Linked DNA regions of Sus scrofa: regions 2, 3 and 4 are each linked to region 1. A link is a contact called in public HiChIP or PLAC-seq data. All regions are on one chromosome and are shown on one strand. Each heading gives the region's core, a stretch centred on a gene start, on an enhancer-like site or on the middle of the called end of the contact. The rest is flanking DNA. Distances are from core to core; before and after follow the strand shown. Region 1 has its middle 35 kb from the start of CXCL2. Region 2 has its middle 48 kb from the start of CXCL8. Region 3 has its middle 23 kb from the start of CXCL8. Region 4 holds the start of CXCL8 (C-X-C motif chemokine ligand 8).

What was found. HiChIP or PLAC-seq counts read pairs in DNA pulled down with a chosen protein or histone mark.
Region 2: an H3K27ac HiChIP or PLAC-seq map of alveolar macrophages shows a contact between it and region 1. The contact joins two enhancer-like sites. A contact is called at or near these places in 1 of 47 Hi-C or Micro-C datasets (embryonic fibroblasts) and 1 of 2 datasets of contacts at active chromatin or transcription factors (alveolar macrophages).
Region 3: an H3K27ac HiChIP or PLAC-seq map of alveolar macrophages shows a contact between it and region 1. The contact joins two enhancer-like sites. A contact is called at or near these places in 1 of 47 Hi-C or Micro-C datasets (embryonic fibroblasts) and 2 of 2 datasets of contacts at active chromatin or transcription factors (alveolar macrophages and skeletal muscle).
Region 4: a contact with region 1 is called in an H3K27ac HiChIP or PLAC-seq map of skeletal muscle. The contact joins the promoter of CXCL8 here to the enhancer-like site in region 1. A contact is called at or near these places in 4 of 47 Hi-C or Micro-C datasets (alveolar macrophages, fetal heart ventricle, psoas muscle and 1 more) and 2 of 2 datasets of contacts at active chromatin or transcription factors (alveolar macrophages and skeletal muscle).

The regions. Positions count from the first base shown.
Region 1 is chr8:70,119,557-70,125,029 of Sscrofa11.1, reverse strand. No RefSeq gene overlaps it. Among named protein-coding and RNA genes, the nearest start is that of CXCL2, 35 kb to the left of the region's middle. Within about 2 kb of position 3,354, at least 44 of the 83 cell types and tissues checked have an H3K27ac peak or open chromatin away from gene starts, as enhancers often do. A contact at or near this core is called in alveolar macrophages and skeletal muscle, where this site is marked.
Region 2 is chr8:69,882,394-69,887,866 of Sscrofa11.1, reverse strand. No RefSeq gene overlaps it. Among named protein-coding and RNA genes, the nearest start is that of CXCL8, 48 kb to the left of the region's middle. Within about 2 kb of position 2,081, at least 7 of the 83 cell types and tissues checked have an H3K27ac peak or open chromatin away from gene starts, as enhancers often do. A contact at or near this core is called in alveolar macrophages, where this site is marked.
Region 3 is chr8:69,907,221-69,912,693 of Sscrofa11.1, reverse strand. No RefSeq gene overlaps it. Among named protein-coding and RNA genes, the nearest start is that of CXCL8, 23 kb to the left of the region's middle. Within about 2 kb of position 3,078, at least 3 of the 83 cell types and tissues checked have an H3K27ac peak or open chromatin away from gene starts, as enhancers often do. A contact at or near this core is called in alveolar macrophages, where this site is marked.
Region 4 is chr8:69,929,885-69,935,357 of Sscrofa11.1, reverse strand. It overlaps CXCL8 (C-X-C motif chemokine ligand 8), which reads right to left and starts at 2,712. Exons shown (of 4, transcript NM_213867.1): 1 at 2,566-2,712; 2 at 1,416-1,551; 3 at 1,044-1,127; 4 at 1-616. The coding sequence starts at 2,629. The coding sequence ends at 589. It overlaps LOC106504691 (a long non-coding RNA gene), which reads left to right and starts at 3,233. Exons shown (of 4, transcript XR_002346702.1): 1 at 3,233-3,702.

The sequences.
Region 1 (5,473 bases), core at 2,105-4,604:
ATTCATGGACCCAGTACACTTTCCCTTTCTGTAAAGAGCTGTCTCATGGATATACCAGCCTGAAAGCTGTGTGAGAGGCTCTGTAGGGAGCGTGGAGAATGGGGGCGCTGGCAGGACCTGGAGTCTGGGAAAACTGGGTCCAGGTCTCAGCCCTGTAACTAACTAGCTGTGTGACCACAGGTAAGTCGGATAGCATCTCTGTTACCCATAACAGATCATACTGAAAACTCCAAAGTGTTTCACAAATATGTGAGATCATCAAGGCACATATTAATGTCTAGGTTTACAGGTCTTGAGGCTATAGCAGAGGTCATGATAAAGAACAGCTGGGCAATGCTGCAAAGAGAGCAGGGATTAAAATATATATGGAGTATTTGCTGGACACCATGGCCCTCAGGGTGCTGGCTTTCTTGTGGATTAGTTTGTTTGATTTTCACACCAACCTCACCAGGAGGGATGATCAGCCCTTCATCCATGAGTTAACTGGGGTCCCGAGAGCTTGTCCATAGTCATACAGATGGCAAATGAGGGCACCGAGATTCTGAGTCAGAGTAAGATGATATATTATATTCTTCCAGCTGGGTCAGGCTGCCATCCATGCCCAGTTAGCAGAACCATCATGGTGCTTGATTAAAATGCCACTTCCCTGAAACAAAGAAATAATGGCTTTTGGAGTTCCCATTGTGGCACAGAAGAACCGAATCCGACTAGTATCTATGAGGACACAGGTTCAATCCCTGGCCTTACTCAGTGGGTTAAGGATCCAGCGTTGCTGTGAGCTGTGGTGTAGGCTGGCAGCAACAGTTCCAATTCGACCCCTAACTTGGGAACTTCCATAAGCCATGGGTGAGGCCCTAAAAAGCAAAAAAAAAAAAAAAAAAAAAAAGAAAAGAAATAATGACTTTAATTTTTTTTTTAACAGGGGGTACTTTTTGAGCATATTTAAATGTATATGAGGACTATTTTTTTCTTTTAAAATGTTTTAAAATAAGATATTGGACTATGACTATGATGACTTTTTGCTTATTTTTCAGCTTTATTGAGATATAACTGACAAATAAATTGTAAGATATTCAAACTACACATTGTGATGATTTAGATATGCATTGTGAAATTGTTCCTCCAACCTAGTTAATCAACATATCACCTCACACACTTTCCTTTTTTTTTTTTTTGTAAGAATATTCAAGTTCTACTCCCAGCAAATTTCAGTTACACAACACAGTATTATCAACTATAGTCACCCTGTTATGTATTAGATTCCCTGGACCATTTTTTTAAAAAGTATTATTGGTATACAATGTCTGGTATTTATCTGGTTCAGTTATTTGAATTATTTTCAAACATAAGAGAAACTACAATAGCAATTTCATTAGTGGATTCGAGATTGAGTTTGGTGAATTACTGTAAGGAGATCTAAGTCTTTCAAAACTGATAAATAATTCATGTGAAAAATAATTGATTCCTGGGACACCTTGATAATGATACCTATCATTTACTGAATCTATAGTCTATGTGAAAGGCTGGGATACATAGTTGACAAAAATGTACTTTAATTAGCTCTCACCCCTCTTTTCTGAGTTCCTTCCATTCCCTTGTCTTAGAGGTAAGGAAGTAGAGACAGAGAGAGGGCAGAAATATCATACAGCGAGTAAGTGACTAAGCTGGGTTCGAATCCAGGGAGAATGGCCTTTTTCTGGTATTGTTCTGGAATGTCACATGACTCCTAGTGCGGGCACAAGGGCCAATCCACGGAGGACAGCAAAAGAGCCTGTTGTTTAAAACATAAAACTTTTTAAAAATCTTAAATTATGCAGTTCCTGGTTTTGTAGGGTCAGATAATTACAAAGATGCTCTAAAAGGAAAAATTGAAATTACAATGTAAAAATGAACATGTAGGAGTTCTTGTGGCTCAGCAGGTTAAGAGCCTGACTAGTATCCACAAAGATGCGAGTTCAATCCCTGGCTTCGATCAGTGGGTTAAAAGATCTGGCATTGCTGTGAGCTGTGGTATAGATTGCAGATGCGGCTCCAATCCCATGTTGCTGTTGCTGTGGCTGTGGTGTAGGCTGGCAGCTGCAACTCCAATTCCACCCCTAGCCTGAGAACTTCCATATGCCTCTGGTGTATTTGGTTACATAATCTTGATCTCCTCTTCACATAACAGTGAAGATGATTATTTTTGAGATGATCTCCTATACATAGAATAGAGAGATGGTTTATTCTTTCCATTAGGATGGTTGATCAAAGTTTGCTTTTATTATAGCTAGCTGGATGCATAAAGCATGGGACTTCATATACAGAAGAACTTAGTTATTTGTTATGCTACTCAAGTGGATGCTCTACAAACATAGGAATGCTGATAAATTCTCTGTAACATGATTCCAGTCAAATAGGAAAAAAAAAGTATGAAACATTTATAATTGTAGAGCCTAATTGCATTATTAAGTATATTTCTGAAATGTGAAGGTTTGTTTTGTCTCGGTTTGATGTAAACTGATCCTATGCTTTTTTGCGGGGGCACCGCACCTGCAGCATATGGAAGTTCTCAGGCTAGGAGTTGAATCGGAGCTGCAGCTGCCAGTCTACACCACAGTCACAGCCACACAGGATCCCAGCCATGTCTGAGAACTACACTGCAACTCGAAGCAATGCCAAATCCTTAACCTACTGAGTCAGGCCAGGGATCGAACCTGCATCCTCCTGGATACTAGTCATGTTCGTTAGCCACAACAGGAATCCCTGAATCCTCTGCTTTTGACTTTACATTTTGACAGTTGAAAGAATTTTCCCCAGACTAGGTTCTGGCTCTACATATTTCAATCTTGTTTTTCCCATAACCACGCCACTTTAGTGTTGTCCACCTTAATGTCCATTCGAATCCCTGCCTCGGGAAGGTGTGCAGGCACAGTAAGGAGAGGGATATTCCTAGAAGCTAACCCCATCCCAAGATGGCTAGTAAAAGCAGAGCTCTTCCCAACGTGACTGTGAGCCAGTAAAATATCTATCACTACATCTCAATTGAGACATCCTCAACTCAACTTCTCAGCTAGATCTCAAACATCCACATCCATCTATATCCACATCACCCAGCACAAGGAGAGGTATAAAGAAAGAGAGTAGGAGTAAGAATAAGCAGTCCTAACCAGGTGGTTAAAATATATAACTTTGGCACATTTTATAAAACTATACGGCCCTTGCTCAGCCCTCTTCCCCTCAGCCTTGAAGAAAGGCTAAGCTAGTGAGGGTCATGGAGCTTCAGGTAGTCAGCTCCGTGAAACATCCACCCATGACTGTGATGAACTTCTCATCTATCTGAGTGGCATTACTGCTGGCAGCATGTAAAAATGTCCTCCTTATGGTCAGGTGAGTAATTGTGACTCTTTTAAATGATAACAGTGACAAATGAGTGTTCGGCTGTGTGGTCAAAATGGTGAATCAGATCTCTTCTGGGAAAAAATATCCCAGTGATCTTTCTGTCTTTTTGGATGTCCACCCAAACCACACTCACATCTGCTACATTCAAATTTGCATGTTAAATTTTAATTTGTCAGAGTTTCCCCTTTGGGGGCTCCTCAAAGCCAAGCTCATGAGGGCAATTTCTTTTCAATGGCTGATTTATCCTCAGGGTAACAATGCCCCTGAGGATAACTCTTTTTTCGAGAGGCGCCTAGGATAGAAATATTTGAGGAAAGGGATTTTAAAGGGAGATTCTGAAATCCTTGGGAAATTCCACAACTGTTTTTTGTAGCCATGTCAACAAACGCCAGGGCCCAGTATCTGTGAGTCATGAGTCAGGCATGCTGATGTTGGAATGGAGTCAACAGAAGGAAGTTGGCCTCAGGCACAGGGACTCAGTGCTAAGCCGGAAAAACTACCCAAGATTTCTTCTTTGCAGCAGATTTGTCTTGAGTGTTTCTTGGGATTCAAATTCAGCTCCTGTTGTTGAAGGGGAAGAAGCCAAGAAGTCACTTAGGAAGGGCTACCGTGGGCTACAGGAAGACTCACAGGCAGGAGAGGCCAAACCTTGAGATCTTTACTCCTGTGGTGTGGCGGAGATTGCAAGAATGAACTTCAGGAACTGCTCAAGCAGTGGTGTTACCTGGGGGGAATTTTATAGGTGGCACAGTTTTTATCATATAAAAAGAGGGGAAAGGTACTGCAGACAGAGAAAACAACATGAGCAAAAACTCAGAGGTACAATAGTTTACAAGACTGAAGCTGAGGGAGTTCCTGTCGTGGTTCAGTGGTTAACGAATCCGACTAGAAACCATGAGCTTGTGGGTTCGATCCCTGCCCTTGCTCAGTGGGTTAAGGATCTGGCGTTGCCGTGAGCTGAGGTGTAGGTTGCAGACGCGGCTCGGATCCCGCATTGCTGTGGCTCTGGTGTAGGCCTGTGGCTACAGCTCCAATTTGACCCCTAGCCTGGGAACCTCCATATGCCGTGGGAGCGGCCCAAGAAATGGCAAAAAAGACACACACACACACAAAGACTGAAGCTGAGAGGAAATGGGGAGAAAGTTCTAGAGAGGAGTCTGGAGAGGCCCAAGGGACCAGCAGGGAAAAGCTTTTATCAGGGCAGCAATCCTGAGGACCACAGCAGAGGGGTAGACTCTGACCAGTAAGCCTGGGAAAACACATGGCCAGATTCATATTGTGGGAACTTGGCAGCAGGGAGTGCGTGGTGGAGGAGGAAAGCTTGTGGTTTGGCCATTTAAGAGATTTCGCTGGTGACCTGGGGGAGAGAAGGAAGGGCTCAGTCTAGTCTAGTGGAGCTAGGAAGGGGGATAAATTTTTAAAAGAGTAGGAAATGTTAAATGCTTGAATCCTTCACAAATGCAATAGAAATGTTAAGAAATGCTGACAACACACTAAAGGTGAAATAACCAAGACATAACATTGTGGAATATGCACAACACACAAGGTTGAAATAAAACATAGCAAAACTTTAAATAGCCATAATGTCTGGATAGTAAGGTGACAGATAATATTTATTTTCTTTTTCATATTTTATATACTCAAAGGGAATCATATGTGTAATCCAGAACTAAGACAAAAGTTAAGAAGAAAAGAAGGATGAGAGAAAGGAAGTGAAAGAAGGAGGAAGGAAGGATGAAAGGAAGAAAAGAGACAGATTTCAGAGCTGTTAAGGAGATATACTCAGTGAGGTATGGGAAGTAAAAATGGTTCAATAGAGAGTTCTGATTCCCACCAACATCTCTTTAACTTAACCTATTCTAGAAGTTTCTACAAAGCAAGCATCATAGGCTGTAGGACCCAGGTTGTATATATCGTATGTGGGGGACATAAACATGAGATGGAAGCCAGATTAGGAAAATACTTAAGTTGTGTTCACCAGACTGTCCATTGGTTTAGCTATGGCTGCTGAGTGGCTGGATGTGTAATGTGTTTGGTAGGAGAGCAGCAGACTTTGGGTCTGGTTTCTTAGGAAGAGGCTGCCCTGCTAAAGCCA
Region 2 (5,473 bases), core at 832-3,331, 240 kb after region 1:
AAAAAAGAAATATCTGTAAGGTGGTAAAAACAGAGTCCCGCTAATACCTGAAATTAAATTTCCTACAACTGGGAGGTGGGGGGTAACTGCTAAACTAGTAGAATCAGATTTAAGATTATTTTTTAAAGGAAGGGGAATTTTCCCATATACTTGAATTCATAGGATAAGATTCGTATTCTCTATACAAGCTTGGAAAAAAAAAAAAAAAAAAAAAGGGAGGGGGCCCTGGATTAACAGTATTTGAGAGATAGTGAATAAGAAGTGACACTTATTAAAGGTAGGTTGGTAACCCAGAGTTTAAACTTAAGCTACTGATTTTGCTATGATTCTCCTTAAATGTCCCCCTTTCAGGAAGTAGATTCTCCAAGGTGCTCAAGCTAAAACTTGATGTTAGTTGTAAACTGAAGTTTGGCACTTGCCATCATCCTCTGCATGGATTAACTCATGATCCATGGCAGCTGCTGACCCTCAGCACCCCCTGAGCAGAGCTCAGGGTGGAGACCAGGAGAGAGGCACTCTGCTCTGCTGGAAGAGCAGGTCTTCAAATAGGAGATATTTATAGGAGAAGATTTTTATGAGCCCATTTCTTGTATCTCCTCATGTCTAGAAAAACACTACAACTCCCCAAGTGATGTCTGCTCCTGGTGACTAGTAGTAACCTCCATAAGACCAGCAGCAGACTTTGTAAAACATGTGCCTGGCTGCAGGCACTTCCCCCCTCACCTTTATCACTTAGAGCTTGATATTCCCCCTTTCCTCTTTGGGGTGCTATTTCAGAGCTGTCTGAGATACTGCCTCCAGGGCTGCAGTTAACTTAAAACAAAAGATGTCCTCATCTGTGAATGCAGTCACTCCCAAGGGTTGGCTGGTGAGCCCTGGGGGAACTGAAGAAAGAAACAAAGACTGTCGTGTCCCCTCCCCTCCCCCGCCCCCGCAGTTGAGATGCATATCAAAGGAGTGATTCTAGGAAGCCCAGATGCTCACCTCTTCCCATAGAAACTGGATTTCTATAAATCTTTTCCTGTAAATCTGGTTATCTATAAATATTTTGTTCTTACTACCTTCCCTTTGTTGTTAAAAATTCATATCCTAGCTTTCCCCCTCACTTCCTCTGGAGCAGAGCAATTTCTCAGGGCTACATGAGATGCATCTCCTGGGCTTAAGTCCTAATTTCACCCCAAATAAAACTTAACTCTCAACTTTCAGGTTGTACCTTTTTTTTTTAAGGCAACATAGTCATGACCGCTCCCCTTATCCTGCACCCACATCCTTCTCCTACAAAAACTTCTGTCTGCTCTCTGTTTAACATATTTATAAAATTCAGCTACTTCCTAGTTCCTCTTCTGCTACCACTCAGGTCCAGACCACCACCCACTCTCCCCTTAAGTCCTGCTAGAACCTCCTAATTGGTCTAGTTGTTTGAGCTACTTCTTCGCCTTTCTCCAGACTCTATTTTCAATAGAAAACATATTAATTCTGAGTGAATAAAAGAAACAAAGGCTTGGACAAGTTTTAGCCTGTTACTACCAAGTTCAATATCTCCAGTGGCCTCCTGTCTCACTAAGATGAAAGTTTTCAGTGAATTTTAAGTCCCCACAGGATTAGCCCCCAAGTCCCACCCTGTACCTCACCCTCTGCCACTTCTGCGCTTTACACTTTGAGTTCTGCCTTCTGGAGCTGGCCTGCCCTCCCAATTCTAAGGGTCACCCCCCAACCAAGTCTTCCTCAGCTTTGCAGGATCTTCCTTTCTTCCTTCTGTTCTCCATGCAAACCTCCCTCTTCAGAGAAGTCTTCCACTTACTCTATAAAAAACAGCAATGCCCTAGCATTCTCTGTTTCTCTTATCTCCCTATGGTATTTGAATGACTAAGTTGCTCACTCTGTCAAGAATTTTTTTTCTTTTCAAATCAAGTAGTGAAACCTACACGACTAAATAAACATTTTACAAAGAAACAGCAAACAAAGCTGTCAAAGTGTCATACTTCCTTATTTTCTCCATGTCTCTCCTTTTATCATCTACAAATCAGCCTGGTCTGTTTTTATTTACCCTGACAGTGTTTTTTATCCTAGTGTCCACACCCAGACTCCTGGGCTTTTAGTCCTGTGCACATCTTGTATGGAGTGGTTTAGGAGCTACTTACTTCTCTCAAATGTAAATTCATTCTTTATAAATAGGTACAGGCACCTGTCTGTTCCATCATGTCTTCTTGAATATCTATACCTGAACATTTATGACAAACACATAGTAGTTAATGATCAATTGTTTCCCTCTATTTCTGCCTTATATTATGGAGAAAATATTATATCAAGTTCCATTAATACATGTACAAAGAGGTTATGTTGCTTCCTCTTTTCATTTTTAAATAGGAAGGAATAGTCTAAAGTATTTATAAAGTATAATAAGGAGGAATTTGGATCTGTGTGGTTATAAACAGCTGTTCCCACACAACTTCCTCATTGAACAGATGGGGAAACAGAAGCAGAGGTGTCCAAAGACCTTGGTGTTGGCAATAGAGTCGGGTCTGGCTCGTGACAGGCGTAGAGTAATTTTTTTTCTAGGGCAGATTGCCTCAATATGATTCAAATTATAAAATCATAGAAATCTTTGTTAAATTATCCTTCTTGCCTAAGAATTTTTCTTTTAAAGGGAAATTTTAATCCTAATGGGATTATCCAATATTATGTCAATGAAATTTTTATCCTAGTTTGATTCCTAGTTCAGTTCTTCCTCCTAGCTCAATTCTTCCTTCAAGTTCAATTCTTCATCTTTCTACAGAGGTCTATAATTTAAGAGATTTGACCTTTTATAAAAAATAAAGTATACTAGCTCATAAATATAACCTTTCAAAGGGCCATCACCCACCACAGTCATATTGTGCTGTTGGTTTTAAGTATTTGGTTTCTACTGATTGTTCAGTAAAGTCGCCAACTGACATTCTTGTATTTCAGTATCAATTATACACAAAATGCTTCTATTGTGAGAGGGCCTTTACTTCCCATAGAATAACTCAAACTTGCAGACACACAATCAAATATTGCATGGAGACATCTGCAAAATGGCAACTTTCACCTCTAACATGTCAATATGGCAACATCCATGAGACAGAAGTAAAAATTTGGCTCCAGATTGTGGACTGAAATGTATTTTTCTCATTAAAATGGTACTGATTGAGGCCCTACATCATGTGCAATACACTGTAGTCAGCTTTGAAAGAGTTGGAAATAAGAATTCATCTTCAAGTTGCTTGGATATGTGCCTAGCCTCACTGCAGCACTCATATAGTTACTAAGCAAATATTTTAAACCATTGTCTATGTATGAGGTGCCAGAGATATGGAGATAAATATGATGGACTTTGAGCTTGTCTTGGTGGGACTGTCTGCACCTAAAGGAGAGAAAGTCATGTGTCCTTCCATATGAGGGCTTGGTGTGATGCTTTGCACAACACGTACTCACAGAAGTGAACAAAAGATAATAACAAGTATAGGGAGTTCCCATTGTGGCACAGTGTTTAATGAATCCGACTAGGAACCATGAGGTTGCAGGTTCGATCCCTGGCCTTGCTCAGTGGGTTAAGGATCTGGCGTTGCCATGAGCTGTGGTGTAGGTCGCAGACTCGGCTCAGATCCTGCGTTGCTGTGGCTCTGGCATAGGCCGGTGGCTACAGTTCCAATTAGACCCCTAGCCTGGGAACCTCCATATGCTGCGGGAAGTAGCCCTAGAAAAAGGCAAAAAGACAAAAAAAAAAAAAGATAATAACAAGCATAGTTAAGGAGAAAATAATAAACATGCTATTGACAGTAGGATCCCAGCAGGCCTAGTGCAGTCCCTGAGGTCCTCAGATCATTTTTTGTCTTTTTCAGTTTCTCATAATTGAATACATGTGTATGTATAATTATATTATTATAATATAATATATATAATAATACATATCCTGAATAGGGGATGAGAGAACTTACCTCCCTCTCTGGGACACATCAAAAGAGGCAGGGAAATGTTCCAATTACAGGCCATTAACACTCTGGCTTGAACCAAGTCAAAACATTATTATCTAAACAAAATTGTCAAAACCAAAACACTTTAGACTCTCTTTCCTACTGTTTACCACTGGGGGTGGGGAGGGGGGCATGGATTAGCAATGTGTTTATTTTCTTCCCAAGGACTCTTTTTTTTTTTTTTTTCAGGGCCACCCCTGTAGCATATGAAAGTTCCCAGGCTAGGGGTCAAATCAGAGCTGCAGCTGCCATCCTACACCACAGCCACAGCCACAGCAACATGCTATCTGAGCTGCTTCTGCAACCTACGCCACAGCTCACGGCAACGCCAGATCCCTGAACCACTGAGCAAGGCAAGGGATCAAACCTGCGTCTTCATGGATGCTAGTTGGGTTCATTACTGCTGAGCCACGTTGGGAACTCCCACTTCCCAAGGATTATTAATAAGAGCCCACAAGTCAACCAGCGTAAAATGTCAGGATGTGTCTTGCAGTCATTTCTGCTTTCTCTTCCCAATGTTATCTTCCCACCACCTTAATGTCTTGCAAATAAAGTGCTGACATCAGTTCTCTTCTCCACCTCCTGCCATGCTCACTCTCAGAAAATGAGCTCAGAAGCCTTTCCATCCCTTTCAGAGCCTAGGAGTTCTCTGAGTTGACTTCTAGGAAAGTTCAGAGGTTAGGAACACCCCCACCTCTCTAGCCCTTCACTCTGCAGTGCGTTGGGTCCAGCCAGCCCACGTTCGACCCCCCTCCATGGCCCTTCCACCCCTAACACTGACTCACAAGGACAATCTGTGTCCAAACGTTGTCCACCTCTTTCTCTCATAAAGTATCATTTGAGATCCTCACCACCAATGTATTCTCAACATTTGAGAAACTTACAGTTCTAGAGGTCCGTGAATACCACTATTAATTAAAATAGACAGGGGAGTTCCCATTGTGGCACAGTGGAAAGGAATCCCACTGGGAACCATGAGGTTTCCAGTTCCATCCCTGCCCTCGCTAAGTGGGTTATAAGGATCAGGCATTGCCATGAGCTGTGGTGTAGGTCGCAGATGAAGCTCGGATCCTGCGTTGCTGTGGCTGTGGTGTAGGCCAGCAGCTACAGCTCCTCTTCGACCCCTAGCCTGGGAATCTCCATATGCCTCGGGTGAGGCTCTAAAAAGCCAAAAAAAAAAAAAGGCAGAGCGAGTGTTGAGACAGTCCTAGTACTTCTTTCTTTCCACATGCCCACACAGGAGCACCTGACCCTGCCACCTTCTGCTCTATTCCTGAGAATCTTTGTTCCACTGGCTTCCCCGGGGTTACACAATCCCAGTTCCATGGTTTGTTTTGCAGAGTCTCTTTCCTTTTCCATGTTCTAAAAGATTGCTCTTTCCCTCTCCAGTCTTTTACTCTGTATTAGAATTGCCTGTACCCAAGTTATCCAATCTGTTAATAACTCCCAACCTGTATTTTCAAGCCAGATCTCTTTCC
Region 3 (5,473 bases), core at 1,829-4,328, 210 kb after region 1:
TTAACAACAACCCTAACAAGTACGTGCTGCTGTTGTCCTCAATTTGCAGATGGGAACACTGAGGTGGAAGTGGTTACATGGCTTGTCAAGGTCCCACCAGGACTAATGGCAGAGCAAGAGTCAAACTCTGATATCAGAGCCCAGAGCCTGCCTTTTTAACACCACACCGTGAGCTATGAAACTCTTCTAGCACTGAGAATCTACCAGTCTCTTGCAGCCGCCCTAATGCACCTCTCATAGAATAGCCTTAGGCCATGAAGCATCATGGTAAAGAGACTGTGTAACCTAAATTACCTGCATAATGAAGAAATCATGAAGATAATGATTATGCTTTGCTTGTTCAAGTTTCTCACTGTTATGATAATGATTTGAGAAAGATTTAGCTAAATCTCTATGTTTTCAGGCTATTTTAAAGTTCTATGGTGTTTAGATTCTGGAATACTGAGAACGCTAATAAATAATAACTGATGTGGAAAGATTTTTATTCCATTTCCTGATCCTAGCAGAATGAATACATTCTCATCTCATCTCATCTCATCTCACGGAATCTCATTGTACACAAGGTATTAGCAATTCCTGGCTAGCGTCACACTTAGGATTTGAGAGCTCTAAGTGTCCTTAGAATCATCTAAGTCAAAGTCTATACTGCAGATTGTAGTTTCTATTTTTCACTTGCTGTGTATCCAGAGCTTAAAATGCAGCTACAATTCAAGGAGTTAGAAATATTTGGACATGTTTTTTATGAGTAAAGAGTTTCTACTTACAAAGTGGGACAAAACCTCTAAACATAAAAAGGGACCTCAATATTCACAACACCAGAATTAATCTATATGCCAAGCTCCCTATATAGAATCCTTATCAAACCACCTGACATAGATTTGGGATTTCATCTAATGGACTGACTTAAACAAATCATTTCCCTTTATTTCCCTTTTACTCACATATTTCGGTCCCTTTTTCATAATAACACATGTATAGCACTCTAAATACTATACAATACAAATCTTGTTGCAGGCTCACCAGGCCAGATAAACTTCAGGTAGTGAGGTCTATCCTGAAATAGTAAAGGCTGATACTTAGACACATTAAATGCTTTAACTCAATTTCCTCTTGCTGTAAAGTACTTCCCAGGCAGTCAACAATGACTAGAATATCAGGGAACTGGTTTCTGATCTCTTGCTCAGCTGCTTGTCTGCTATGTGACCTTGAGAAAGCCACTTAATCTCTTTTGGACTAAGCCTAAACATAAGTTAAACTCATCTTCATCATTCCTTTCTGCAGTTTCCTAGTGATGAACTTATACATGGAGTTTCAACAGTGTTGTTATCATTTGGAGGAACTGTCAGAATAAGTAAATGTCATTTTTTTTAAAGTTTCCCATTCCGATCACCCACAAAATGTTGACATTTCTCAAAGTATAGCTATAACAAAGCCATGGTATGGTTTTCTTTTGTGTCATCTCTTTCCTTAAAAACTGTGAAATTTTGTATATTTCAGAAAAGAATTCACATTTCTAATGTATGTGCTTGTTTTAAAATCACATTATCTTTAAGATATATGAGCTCTTATAGAAGCAAGCTTGAAAATGCTAAAGGATAACCAAGCATTATAAGGAAACCAAGCATTATAAGGAAAATTTTCAGTAATTTCTACCTATGTTTAGTCTAAACTTATTATTTATTTGAACAACCCTGTTAGATCAGGTAGTCTTTAGTTTACTGTAATGTTATTTTGGTATTTATTCCCTTGGCTCTGGATAATTTAATCACCTGTAGGGAAATAAACAAATACATAAAAAGGAAAGGAAAAAAAGAGATATATTAAATCTATCTAGTAAATATTACCTGGATTGATCACCAGATTGGATGTATTTTAATAAGCAATCTTATTAGTGTCTTGAATTTTGTGCATTTATTAAGAAAAAAATTAATATATCCAGGGAGAATTTTCACGAGTCAGTCATTCTATGATGCTTCTGAAATGTTTTTTTGAAAATAGATTCACATTAGCAGGTATCAGGTTGTTTGAGCACCATCCTTGAAGAAAAAAAATGAGCAACATTCCTCAAACAGTAACCAATTTTGGACAGCATTCATGGAAAAAGGAGATAGTGCCAAACACATTTCATGGGAGACTGGAAACACTTCTGTTCAGCAACAACATTTTTACCTAGCTTCCTCAACTCAGGTTAACCTGATCCCACTGTTGGTAGCTTGTGTTTATCTTTTGCAGTGATTGAATCTGCCAGACTTCTCACTACCCACATCTTCTTTCTACCTTTGAATCACGTACCCACGATGACATGAAAAAATTGAGCAACTGGGCACCCAAGTTTGGGAGAATTTTCTTTCCCAAGCTGTGAGTATTAAGGACAATCCCTCACCTTAGCCCTTATTCTCAGGTTTTATGAAATAATGATACCATTCACTTCCTCAGCTATGATTAACCAATAGACAAGGGCTCTCTTTTAGTGGTTCTCTGTAATCTCTTGGCTGGTTCCTTGTAAATATCTGAGCTAAGAGCAGTTCATACCATTATTCTTACCCTTCTTCCATGTTCTGGTGTTTAGGCTCAGGTCTAATTTATGAAATAAAAATATAAATAAATAAAAACATAGACATGAATTTAACTTCATGTAGCCCTAATTCAGCTCAACAGAGCACAGGTCAGACAATCTTGGCTTCCAACCCTGAGTCTTACCAGTGGTGTGACATTCAGCAATTCATCCAGTGACAGCATTTCCAGTTCCTGTGTGCAAATTTGGGATAATTATAATGATCTTGAAGGATTAACTTATAGGATGAATGGATGTACAATAATCAACACATGATACACATTCAATATACAGCTAAACTGTTATCACTATCATTTGAGAATTACTTATAGTTGCTGATTCTGAACCCTCAAATCAAATAAAATCTTCGATTAGCTTCCAATGGATCAAGAGAAGCCACGTCAAATATTCTACTTATTTAAAAGTATGAATACGTGCAACTTGCCAGGAAGTGGTTAAGGAAGACAGACTAACATGGAGGACACATCCTCTTACCTCACAGTTCGTTGGCACTGCCATGAGATAGCGTTTCTTTTGAGGATTTAGAAAGCTTGTTCCTCATATGAGCAAATAAATGTCATTTACATATGTCAACAATTCCACCCAGAATTCTGACTTTAGAAAGTGTAAAAGATCATGACTACATTCTTTGATGAGTCCAACCTTATCGATTAGCGATACAAACCTATAATTTTCTTAGTTCCTTTCCTTTCCTTCCCTTTCTTTCTCTTCTTCCTTTCTCTCTCTCTCTTTCTTTCTTTCTTTCTTGGCATTTTCAGCATGTTGTCTTATTTCATCCTAACAACTCTGTGAGATAGGCATCATTAATTTCCATCACCGATACTAGCTACTCATTGGCTGTAAGCTATCAGAGGAAGAAGGTGGGTATAAGCACCTCATTCAGGGGCATTTCCTGGCAAGGAGACAGCCAAAACTCATTATTAGCCAGTCCTCTTAGTAGCTGGGGGATGGATGCACTAGCTCAAAAGTAGGCACCAGCAGGATGTACTATATCCCCATTTTGCAATGGAAGGGGGGAACTGAGAATCAGAACATTTAAGTGACTTTACCACACTCCCATATCTGGTAGTGAAAAACAAGATCCGAATTCAGAATGCCTGATTCCAAGTGAAGGTCTTCTTCTCTCATACAACAGCTGAAGGAGATTAGAAGGGCGACTGTGAATTTATATACACTTCTTATGAAGTTTGGAAGAATAACTTCATTAAGTATATTACTCACTATAAAAAGTCATATTTCCTTTAAATTTCTCTACATTTAGCTCTTCTTAATTTCATCTGATGGCCGTTTCACAAATTCTGTTTTATAAGAACTGGAAAACAAATCCATGGCCATTCTACCCATGAAATTCAGGATTGCATACAGCTTGATTTCAAGTCTTCTCAGAAATTCAAACTTGTGACCTGTCCTTTGCATCCAATCTCAAAAAGCAAGCTTTTTAAAAAATCTCCTTGGAACAATGGTCAAGTTTGGAGCTTGACCACAAAAAGCTAATATTAAACAGGCCTGTTTTTGTACTCTTGATATCCTAAAGCTCTAGTCTAGATGATATCTACGGTCAGTACTTGCAAGACATCACAATGGCAGCACGGCCAGCACTTCAATTCAGTAAGGTAAAGATACTAATTGGTCCAGAGCATTGCACAAACATAATCTTGAACGGACATCCTTGCTGTAAGATAGTTTCTCATTTAAGACGCAGAAAACACAGAGCTAAAGGAAGTTTATTCTAACTGAGAGGATTGGGAAAGTCTTCTTGGAAGAGAATGTAATAAAACTAGGCTTTGAGAATTCCCGTCATTGCTCAGCGGTTAACAGACCCAATTAGTATCCATGAGGAAGTGGGTTCAATCCCTGGCCTTGCTCAGTGGGTTAAGGATCCGGTGTTGCTGTGAGCTGTGGTGTAGGTTACAGACACAGCTTGTGACTTCCTGTGGCTGTGGCATAGCCTGGCAGCTGTAGCTCTGGCTTGACCCCTAGCCTCGGAACCTCCATATGCTGTGGGTGTGGCCTTAAAAAGACAAAAGACAAAAAATAAAAAAACTGGAGTTCTCGTCATGGCTCAGTGGTTAATGAATCCGACTAGGAACCATGAGGTTGCAGGTTCAATTCCTGGCCTTGCTCAGTGGGCTAAGGATCTGGCGTTGCCGTGAGCTGTGGTACAGGTTGCAGACTCAGCTCGGATCCCTTGTTGCTGTGGCTCTGGTATAGGCTGGTGGCTACAGCTCTGATTAAACCCCTAGCCTGGGAATCTCTATTTGCCATTGGAGTGGCCCTACAAAAGGCAAAAGACAAAAAAAAAAAAAAAAAAAAAAAAAAAAAAAAATTAAAAATAAAACTAGGCTTTGAATATTGAAGAAAATTTCAGCAAGGAGAGTCATTTGAAGGAAAACATGAGTAACATGAATAAGGAAGTATATTAAATGCACAATTTGAAGGGAAAATGCCCCCCCAAAGGCAAAAGTCACAACCATAATCAGGAATTTGAAAATAAAGCAAGTAAATAAATATCTAAAACCAAGATCTAACAGCTCTAAGTTTAGAAGCACGATGAGTGTCAGATCTAAGATCCAGAGAACAAACAAATCTATGCCCCAAACCAAAACCTGGAGTCACAAGTAAAGAGAGACAGATAGCAAACCCAAAGAGATAACCGAAACCCACCGAAATCTATCGGTACTATGCGAAGTTTGACAACGTCTCTTATTCAAAAGGGATCTGCCTCATGGGGGTCAAGGTCACCCTGAAGCTTCCAATCACAACATGAACCCCACAATTCCTTTTGAGAGTAGCAGTTTAAGAAGAAATTTTGCCAAAGATCCATTCTAGAAGAGCAAAAGGTCTTCCTTGCTCCCATTCCTAACCAAGCATATTGATTAAAAAAAGGTCCACTTAAAA
Region 4 (5,473 bases), core at 1,463-3,962, 190 kb after region 1:
TCATGAGACTATCCTATCAACAATGCTTCTTTTCCATTTCTCCAAATTCATGCACAAACATTACTCTATTTGATACTAAAATAAATATATAAATAATAAATAAGTGAATAAATTACACTTGAAAATATTTTACATGACTGTCAATCAAAGTTAAAGTACATCCACATGTCCTCAAGGTAGGATGGGGGCTGAAGCTTTTTCTCCAGTTTGGGGATAAAGAAGAAACTGAGGTGCAGTTGAGCAGAGACTTGTGAATGCTGGCCAGCAGCCTAGGGTTGCAAGATTTAATAATATTAATAATTATAATAACAAAAAGCCAAAACAGGATTTCCAGCTAAATTTGAATTTACAGCAAACAACGAAGAATTTTTAAAATGTTAGTATAGAACAACGTGCATGGGACACTGGAAATAATTCATTGTTTTACTTAATATTCAAATATAACTGGGCATCCTGTGATTTCTCTGGCAACCCTATGTCTGACCAGCACAGGAATGAGGCATAGATGTAGATTTGATTGAAGTTGTGTTGGCATCTTTACTGAGAAATTCTTGGGAGCCACGGAGAATGGGTTTTTGCTTGTTGTTGTTACTGCTGTTGTTGTTGCTTCTCAGTTCTAAAAATAAATGAAATTTTTAAAAAAGTTAAAAACGAACGGTACTTAAATAAGGAGGAATGTACGCTCTTGAAAATATATCTAATATAGATATTAATAGGGTCTTAGATATTTATGTGTTAGAAATACCCTATATTTTCAACTATAAATAGAGAGGTTAAATAAGTTGTCATCTAAACACTTCTGAGATTGAGAGGGAGACATACTACTGATCCAGGGCAAGACGCTTGCCCATACTTTCTGGATGCATTACCTCCCAATTACAAGTACAAGAAGCTCACTGTTGCTGCTAATTTCTTTGTTTGTTTGTTTTTCATCAAAGAGGCAGATACTTAAAAGAGAAAATTTGCAGCAGCAGCTGGAAATTTATAAGCTAACTTTTACTGTATGTCACAAGATAAATAATCAAAATTTTTAAAAAACTTACCTCTTCAAAAATATCTGTACAACCTTCTGCACCCACTTTTCCTTGGGGTCCAGGCAGACCTCTTTTCCATTGACAAGCTTAACACTGAAATGAGAGAGATAACAGTTAAAATCAATATTTAAGGGTTTCCAACATCCTTTTGCCATTCAGGTCATGGTTCCTTAAGTACAGGCATAAAATCTAAGCCCAAGCCAATTTTTAGCTATGAGTCATGGAAGGGGCCATATTTAAATGCCATGCAGACAAAGAATTTTTCCTTTTTGTTTTGCTCACTATGAATTGATAGTTCTTAGAACTTTGTTGGTTTCTTCCACCTCCCCCAATTCTAGGTTTGCTAGAGTGAAATATCTAATCACTTTTGAAATTACTTACATGATTTCTGAATTTTCACAGTGGGGTCCACTCTCAATCACTCTCAGTTCCTTGATAAATTTGGGGTGGAAAGGTGTGGAATGCGTATTTATGCACTGGCATCGAAGTTCTGCACTTACTCTTGCCAGAACTGCAGCTGTGGGCAAAAAAAGGCAATTAAGGATTAATTTCATCAAGAGGCTTTATGCTCATTAATTCCAGTGTGGTCATTTGATGACTATGCATTTGGTAAAAATCACATCTTTAGCAAACTTAGTCCTGAAATTGATGGCTAGATAGTCTCCTAGCCCCTGATCTCAGTTTTCTCTTTGTTTTAAGAAGAGTCATTCTTGACAATCCTGAATGACATAAAGACTTTGAGTTGTCTTTAGGCAATGCTGACATCATCACAGTACTTTTTCCTCCTACTTGATATGGCATAATCTTCTGGGATACCACAGTGCTATTGATGTTAGGCAAGCTAAGATCCACCAATAAGGAAATACCTTCAGGAAGAATTAATAGAGAAAGATGGGAGTGGCACAGAGATTGTCCTATATCTTAACAAAATCCTTAATGCATAAAAGAATATATATATATATATATATATATATATACACATACACACACTGTTTAAATGAATACTGAAAGAAATACAGTATGATATGTAAAAATACATACAGTATATATATATATCATTAGATATATCATAATAATTTTAAACTATATTTCTTTCATCAGAGGGATCCCAATAGAGTTTATAATCTGTCAAGATATGTTTAAGCCAAAGAACCATTGATAGTTGTCTGAAGTTTGTCAATGAAATAGTAGATGGAGCCAAATTACCTGCGTTACCTTACTCAATAGTTAATTTAGGGACCTCTTATTGTGGCCTCCGATAAGATATACTCTAATGTTAAATATATTCATGCTATAGAGTATGAATGATAGGAATAGAACATGTATTATAAATCAACTTTATACTTTTCTAAATATCGTTCTGATGTCATCTAAAAATTTAACATTCAATTTTTATTTAAGGAAAGAAAACCATCCTTGGTTTTCTTTCCTTAAATAAAAAAGATGTTTATCAAGGCCTTTGCGATCATCTTGCTATCTGAGGACCACATTTAGACACAGGAACACTCTATACATCAGAAATATTGCTTACCCTCACAGAGAGCTGCAGAAAGCAGGAAAACTGCCAAGAAGGCAACAGCCAGTTTGGAAGTCATGTTGACACGAGCTGTTTTCTTTCTAGTCTCTTCCTGGCTCTGGTCCTAGGAGCTTGTGAGCTCTGCTGTCCCAGGGGACTTGTGCTGGATGGAGAGCTCCTGTGGCTTTTTATACCATCTCAAGAGTAGGGAACATGTGCGCCCTCATGCTTACATCATGTCAGAGGAAATTCCACACTACGCAACCATCCCCCCGCCCTTTGAGAGCAGACCTGAGTCATCTGACTCCTCTAATGATTGGTTTCTTATCATGTTTTCAGCAGCATTGAGCTTCTTACCTGATCTTTCAAAGAATTTAATTGTTTTGATTTTGTTAAAAAGCATGTCTCTTTTAACACGTTTTAAAATATTGTTTAAGATGCTTCAGTTTTTCCTAGTTTGAACCCTATTGTCAATTGCCATCTTTTGTATTTGTAAGTAGCTTTATCATGGTACTATCTGGCAGCTGTTAGAGGACTATCATTTGTGATTATTCTTTTATGGCACAATTACTTCTTTAGGTAAATTAGATGAGCTGTAATAGTAGAGAAGGTAATCTAGGTAATCACTTTTACTGGGGACATAATTTACCAGAAGTCCATTTCTAAGCATTTGGGAAAGTATCCAGGAGAGATTACTGCTCTCAAAGAGCATGTTAACAACTTTTCAAAAGATTCGGTTTTCTAATGTTTAACAGAGTGAAAGGGCACACCTTTCAGTTCAGTTCCACAAATACTTCTCAAGCAACTTCTGAGTAGTGTGGGAATCTAGAGATGGGTAAGACTATGCACTTGTTTTTAAGGAGGTTGATCTAATAGAAAATGAAAGCAGCATAAAGACCAGAATATATTACAGAACAAACAAGTGATACCAAGATATTGATTCCAACGAGAATATGAGGATAGAATAGTGCGTGAACATTTTGAGCAAGGTACGGAGGACTTTAACAGAAGAGGATGAAGAGAACAAGAATATTTAGGTGGGGACATGATTCAAAGATACTCAGGTGGTAAAATGAAGAATTGTTTATGCTCCAGGATGTGGTTCACTGAGGCTACTTGGTTGGAGGGGATGAGGCAGCACGTAATAGGAAGGTAAGCAGCGTGTGCTTAGTGGAAAGTGCATTTGGGTTTAAACCCTGATTCAGCCACCTAGTTTTTGTGTGGCTTTTAGGTTTCCTGAGTTCCAGTTTATATCTATAAAACGGGTTTAATAGCATCCACCTATCTCATAAAGTTAATCTACATAAATTTCTTAGATTAAATGTTAAACAGGTGAATTTCCATTTACTCTAAGAGCTATGGCTTGATTTCTCATTTTTGTCAGATGATTGACTTCAAAGCTACAAAAAAGGAGTTCCCATTGTGGCTCAGTGGTAATGAGGATGTGCGTTCGATCCCTGGCCTCACTCGGTGGGTGGGTTAAGGATCCAGCATTGTGTGAGCTGTGGTGTAGGTCACAGATGCAGCTCCAATTTGACCCCTAGCCTGGGAGCTTGCATATGCCACAGGTGCAGCCCTAAAAGGACAAAAGCAAACAAACAAAACAAAAAAAACTACAAAGATATTCCACCAACAATTATTTTCCTAAAAATCTTATTTGCCTTAGAGAATTCTTGACGAAAGATTGGTTTCTGAAATACCTAGTCGAGCCATTATTACAGCACATAATACAACAATATAATAAATAGAATAAGTAGAGTCATGAGTTGCTAAAATTTAAAACTCCGGATTAAAATGAGGTTGTATTAGAGTTCAAACTGCCCTTTCAGGTTGAAAATCTGTAGTAAAGAGAGTCTTAAAATCAATGGAATTTCACAATGCTTGAGGAAATAATTAGTTTAAATACCAGTATAGGATTTAAATTAAATTATTTGACATAGGCAAAAAGACAAAAAAGAAGATAAACAGCATTAAAAAATTATTTGACAAAAAATATTGAAAATTAAACCAGGAGTTATGATGTTCCAGAATATGAATATTTATGGTTTGGGGGGAAAACTTCCTTTGCTGAAAGACTTGTTTGGTGACCCCAGCTAACTTCTTAAATATCACTTTAATTTACTGGATGTCAGGGACTGTTGTGTGTACGTTTATTAATCCTCACGACAATAGAATAAGTAGTGAAGTCCTCATCTTACAGGTGAGGAATCTCAATCATGTCTCCAAGTTCATATATCTAACCAGTGGTGGAGCTGTTGTTTCCAAAACTTACTAGTTTTAGTCTTGGTCTAAAAGCACATTCACAAAGGCGAGTTGAAAGGACTTTTCTTCAGAACACTAGGACACAGAGCTGTCTTTGTATGATTTAATGAAGTTTCTGACTTCATCTTCTTGAGTCCTCAGAGATTAGTCAGGACTTCCTTGAGAAAGAGACACTAAGGAAGGGAGCTTACAAATAGTAAAATCTGGACACCTCTGGGCAAGTACATAATTTAGAAAGAATTCCACTTGATTCAGCTTCTTTCCCAGGGAGCTTGAGGAAGCACTGAGCTTGTGCACATAATCGTGTGAGGAAGGGCAATGCCAAGTTTAAGTATTTTCCAAAGAGGTTATTTGGTTTCTGAACAGCCATGTTTCTTTTTCTTCCTCCAACCAATATAAGACTTGAAGACAAAATAGTACCTTACATCAACCTCTGTAGCAAAGTAAGCATTTATCACATGTAATGCAGTTCTTACTGTTTTTAAATCTCTACTGTTTTTGGTAGATCTTGGTGGTTCACTTGTTTATTTAATATATGTTGAATATCTGCTAATGCTGGTCTTGTAGTAGGAGATGTGAAAACTCTATAAATACAATAGAGTCTCTCACTTCAAAGAGTTTGCAGCCTAATGTAGAATATGGACAATTAGTTATAATAAAT